Linked DNA regions of Mus musculus: region 1 is linked to region 2. The links are chromatin contacts, called in public Hi-C maps. All regions are on one chromosome and are shown on one strand. The core of a region is the stretch at or near the end of the contact, and the rest is flanking DNA. Distances in the headings are between cores, read along the strand shown. Region 1 holds the start of Jph1 (junctophilin 1). Region 2 holds the start of Terf1 (telomeric repeat binding factor 1).

The links. Hi-C and Micro-C count contacts between places; a contact is called where the count stands out from the background.
Region 1: a contact with region 2 is called in a Hi-C map of muscle stem cells, with 4 times the contacts expected there. The contact joins the promoter of Jph1 here to the promoter of Terf1 in region 2. A contact is called at or near these places in 1 of 39 promoter capture datasets (liver), 2 of 484 Hi-C or Micro-C datasets (muscle stem cells and uterus) and 2 of 115 datasets of contacts at active chromatin or transcription factors (astrocytes and embryonic forebrain).

Annotation. Positions count from the first base shown.
Region 1 is chr1:17,096,561-17,099,260 of GRCm38.p6, forward strand. Jph1 (junctophilin 1) reads right to left here and starts at 1,329. Exons shown (of 5, transcript NM_020604.2): 1 at 666-1,329. The coding sequence starts at 1,044. It overlaps Gm46085 (a long non-coding RNA gene), which reads left to right and starts at 1,273. Exons shown (of 3, transcript XR_001778833.2): 1 at 1,273-1,691; 2 at 2,121-2,265; 3 at 2,565-2,700. It overlaps Gm31982 (a long non-coding RNA gene), which reads right to left. Exons shown (of 4, transcript XR_865203.2): 4 at 2,013-2,225.
Region 2 is chr1:15,804,294-15,806,993 of GRCm38.p6, forward strand. Terf1 (telomeric repeat binding factor 1) reads left to right here and starts at 1,353. Exons shown (of 10, transcript NM_009352.3): 1 at 1,353-1,664. The coding sequence starts at 1,385.

The DNA of each region.
Region 1 (2,700 bases), core at 79-2,578, 1.3 Mb after region 2:
GATTACAGTTCTTCTGATTCAAAAGTACTTTAAGGAGCCAAGTGAAAGTTAGGGAGAAAATTAGGAATGCCGCTTGCTTTGGGCAGTTGCTCTGCTGCCTGTAACTAGGACTCTAGAAAATACACCCTCAATAAGGTCCAATTCCCCAACATCCTACTTATGGGGTTCTGGCTTCTATCTTTAGGCTAACTGGAGGGCCAGAAGCGAAATACGAGACTCTACGTGAAACCAAACCGCGCGGCGGTCAGCACCGACCGGCAGCCACACAGCTCAAGACGTCCCTCTAACTCCTCCGGAGTGGCGATTTCAAACCCGGCCTGGAGAGGGAGGGATCAGGAATGTAATGTGACAGGCTCAAGTGACAGTGTCCTCTCTCCTGCCCAGCCCTCCCGGGGCAGCGCGGCTCTGGGCCCCGGCCAGGTACCTGCACGCCTAACTCCCGGGGTATGGACAGCCTACCCGCCCGGGGAGCCGCAGACACTTGCGACCCAGCCGCGAGACCAAGTGGTCTCCCTCGAAATGGGGAGGAGGGCGAGAGGGAGGGTAGACTCCCCAGATGTTTTGGCGGGTTTCCGGACACGTGCGTCTCGCGTCCTCCCCACGTCCCCGAAGCCAGGGAAGAGCCCACCGCGTCAGCCCTCGGAGACTCCCGAGATGCCGCTCACCTCCATCCCCGTAGGTCTCCACGCCGTACCCGTCCTGCAGCCCGTTACTCCAGGTCCCCTCGTAGCGGGCGGGGGTGCACAAGCTCTGCCGGACCCCGTAGCGCCCCTTGAAACCATGTGACCACTCCCCCCGGTACATCCACTTGCCCTTCGTCTCCACCCCCAGCCCGTGCCGCTTGCCCTGCGCCCAGTAGCCCTGGTAGGTGTTGCCGCTGGGCCAGGTGTAGACTCCAACCACCTCGAAGCCGTGCGACCAGGAGCCAGAGTACTCGCCCTGGCCCTTGGGCCCCGTGCAGATGCCATGCCCGTGCGCCTTGCCCTCCTCCCAGCCGCCGCAGTAGGTGCCGCCATCGTCGAAGTCGAACCTTCCGCCCGTCATTCGGGGGGCAGCCCCGGCGCGCTCCTCGTGGGGGCACAAACGTGGGCAGAGCTGGGCACCGCAGGGTGTAGCTCCGGGGTAGGGGCCCGTCGGGCGAGCTCACGACTGCGCCCCGGGCAGCTCGCACCGCCGATCGGCTCCAGTCCGACGCCGCCCCCGTCTTCCCCTCCTCTTTCGCCGTCGCCACCGCCGCCTCTCTCCCTCCTCCTTCGCCGCCGCCCCGGCCAGCGCCGCGCGCGAGAGGACAGCCCAGTCTCCAGAGCGGACTTTCAGCTGCTCCCACCCGCCCACGTGAGCCGGGCACCGCCCCGCGCCCGCCCCTAGTCCCCTCCCTGGGCGCGGAGGCCCGGCCCCATGACACGCCCGCCCGCACGCCCGCCCGCCGGGCCCTGCCCCCAGCCCGCGGAGCCGAGCTTCTCCTCCGGCTGCTTGGCGCGCGAGCTCTGGGCACGTGTGTGTCTGCGGAGTGGGCTGTGACTGGGAGGGCCAGTGTACTCTGAGACGTGAGACGGTCAAGCCTGCGGATAAAGGTGCGGCTGCCTGTGCTGGGGACCTGCTCTTTGCTGCTGGAACCTCCAGCTTTTCAATTGTGTTTAGTCTTCTACAAGTGAGGCCACCTGTGTGATAGAGTGACAACTCTTGTGTAGGTGGGTGGTGGTGGTGGTGGTGGTGGTGGTGGTGGTGGTGGTGGTGGTGGTGGTGGTGGTGGTGGTGTGTGTCTGCATAGGGTTTGTAGTTGCATTTTTTCCCCCAGCATTCCAACTTGAGCTCTGTTGGATTTGTCATGCGCAGCTGTCATCATGAATTAATATGCTCCAAATATATGTCTGCATGTGATAAATCTGTGGCAGCCTAGATATAATTGTGCAGAATGTTCTTTTACACCTACCCATTTCAGGGCACATGTGTTTGCATTTCTTTTCATGAAGATTCCAAGAGAGGCAATGCAGTTTGAAAGAGCATGGGCATGAGTTGTTTGGGTTTTATTTGTAGAAGTGATGGGCTTTGTAGCTGGCATTGCAGGAACACAGGGCATTGTCTTTTACATTCCAGCCTGTTCCCTCATCTGTTCTCAGCTTTAGAAATGCTACATCCTGGAGCTGTGCACCCAAACAGGCTTAGTCTGTATGTATTGCTTGAGTGCCTGGAATGCACACCTGGGACCTCTCCACTGTCGCCCACTGTTTAGAAAAGAAAACACAGTTTTCAAGGAGAAATATGGTAAGTAAAGCACTCTGCTAATGTAACAAAGAAGCCATGAACTTCTAAACACAGGACAGGTGTCAGCTGATGCACTCTCCTGCAGCAGCACTCACTGCCTTGTTGAACTCACTTCAGATACCTCCTCTAAACTTTATCTCCATTTTCTCAATGGAAATACCCTCCCCTTTCTGTGTTGGGGAAAGACTTGGTGTATTTCGATGGTAGTACCCGTAAAGTCAAGAATTGCTAACAGGATAGTTGAATCACATACTACAGCCTCTTTTAGGAGTGGCATTGATCTCTCCTTGCCTTCACAGTGCCAGTGGAGGAAGTCTTTTCCCCAGGTCACAAGCCAGGGTCTCAGAAGGACTCTCAGATTGTGCATTCCTGCTGTTCCCCAGGCTGAGAGGACAAAACAGGTGAGCACTTGGGCCTCTCACTAGGTGGCTGATA
Region 2 (2,700 bases), core at 103-2,602:
CTACTGTGTCATGAAGGTGCATTATGACCATCGGGGTTAAGACCTCAGCTCAACTGGAGACCAACCTGCAATTCCCCACAGGGTAGAACCCCCAAATAATATTTACTGCAACACCATCTCTAGAGCCTGGGGGTAATATGCCCTCATGGTCATGAAAGACCCACAATGTGAGGGCTCCCCCACGTTCTGACTCAGGAGAGGCGACACCCCAAAATCACCCACAAGAAACGGGTCTTGCTGCAAATTGCAAGAGGATTTTTTATTCAAGAGCGCTCTCGGGCCCATGGTCATACACCACGCAGGGGTAGAGGACCGTGGCGCCCCAGTAGCTGGGTAAGGGGGTATTTAAAGGAAGAAACCGAAACTCAAGGAAGTGGGGAGGGCGTTGTTGGAAGATACCAAAGATACCAGTTAAGAGTCACAAGGAAGTGTAAAGTTAATAGAGTCACAAGGAATACCTGGTAATTGTTAACTCTCAAGACAGCTTCTAAGAGCCCCTAACAATAGCACATTTGCATTGCAGGTTCTGGTAATGGCCAGGGTGACTTTCTTTGAATGAGCACTCTTTGAACCCAGGAAGCGGGTGGGTAGAGGAATGTCGCTATCTCTTTTATGATTAGCATACCTTTACAAAGGCCACATTCCCAAGCCTGGGCCTAAAGGCCTAGAATTCTGTTTTTACGTTGTTATACTTTCATTCAATGCAAACATTGTACAGTAATAGTGATCAAAATGTGGTCCTGGGACTAACAGTCTCAGCATTCATGGGGAACTGACTAGACTTGCGAATTCCAGGGTCAGCACCATCCTACCCGCTCACCCCAGGCAGAACTTTAGTGAAAAATCAGAGCCCAGCAATTTCAGCTTTAATAACCCCGGATTTCAATAAAATGAACACATAGGGTAGAAAGACAGTGTGATTACAGTGTAACAGGGTTAAATGCTCATGTTTATGGCGACAAGTTAAAATTTCTGGTGCTGCTGCTGCCATAACGCTCAAGTGCTCCAGGCTGGCCTAGACTTTGTAGTTGAAGATGGCCCTAATTCCTAATCTTCCTGTCTCCACCTCCTGAGTGCTGCTGGGATTATAGACGCGCAGTGCCATGCAGTCAAAATCTGCAGTCAAAAACCTCTCGGTTTTAACTACCCTGTTTCCAGCGCAGATTGCATTTTTTAAAATGTATCTTAGCCTATCATCCAGAAGCTACACTATCCAAAACGCCTGGGCTCGGATCGACAAGGAATTTAGCAGTTCTCAGCCAATCGGAAGCCAAGCTCCAGCCACTAGCCCACCCTAGCGATGCGATTGGCTGACTTCCACGCCCACCGCGAGCAAATCAGCGCACGGCGCCAGCTGAGGCACGGCGAGCGCTTTCGGTTTAACATGGCGGAGACGGTCTCCTCAGCGGCCCGGGACGCGCCGAGCCGTGAGGGCTGGACAGATTCGGATTCTCCAGAGCAGGAGGAGGTGGGAGACGACGCGGAGCTGCTCCAGTGCCAGCTTCAGCTGGGGACCCCGAGAGAGATGGAGAACGCGGAGCTTGTGGCTGAGGTGGAGGCCGTGGCTGCGGGCTGGATGCTCGACTTCCTCTGCCTGTCTCTGTGCCGAGCCTTCCGTGACGGCCGCTCCGAGGACTTTCGTCGTACTCGTGACAGCGCCGAGGGTGAGTGCGGGCTCCCGGGCCGGAGGCTGCGTCGCGGCCGAGACCTGCTTGCCCCGCACACACCGGGGCGGGATCCCAGGCGGGAGACGGCGCGAAACCGGCCGCTTCCTGTTTGCTGGAAGTCCTGGCTCCCGCCCCCACGCCTTCCGCGTCCCCTGGACAGAATGTTTGTTTGTTTGTTTTAAAGGGAGCCAGCCCAGTTGCTACCGCTGCTTCTGGAGCCAAACTCTAACAGATGAATATAGAAACATTTAAGAAGGGCCGGGATGCGGCTGCCAAGGGAGGTAGTACAGCTTGTCAATGCTTATCTTGCAAGCCAGGGAACCTGCGTTTGATCCCCAGAGCCTATGCCATACACATATACTTACAGCGCTGGGAAGACCGGTGACTAGGGCTCACTGACCCCTGGCCCAACCCAATTTGGCAAGCTTTAGGCCAGTGGAAGGCCAAAAACAAAGGCCTGGGGAGGAAGGATTTTTAAACTCCAGGGGATCAAATTTCCGTCTTTTGGCCTCAACGGGCACTGTATACACATGTTACACAGACAGACGTGCAGGTAAAATACCCATATTCATAAAATAAAAATAAATGAATCTTTTGTTTAAATGTTTAAAAAGTTTGACAGTGCCTGAAAACTCAGACCCAAGTTTGTCTTCTGGCCTGTGTGTTGGTGAGAGACATCCAGGAATATGGTTGGCTTACCAGTGTACATATTCACTGCCAAGTGTATCTTTGTGTTTGTTCAAACACGCCTTTAATCCCAGCACTTGGGAGGCAGAGGCAGGCGGATTTCTGAGTTCCAGGCCAGCCTGGTCTACAAAGTGAGTTCCAGGACAGCCAGGTCTATACAGAGAAACCCTGTCCCGAAAAGCCAACCAACCAAACAAAAAAGAAATAAATGTTATAAAGTTGATTATGAATTGAACAAGTTCAATGGAAACCTTTACATATGTATACTACTTCCTAAAATACAAAGAACTTCATGGTATAAATTGCAAAGTAGTGATTTGATACATTTTATAATTTAGATGTGAAT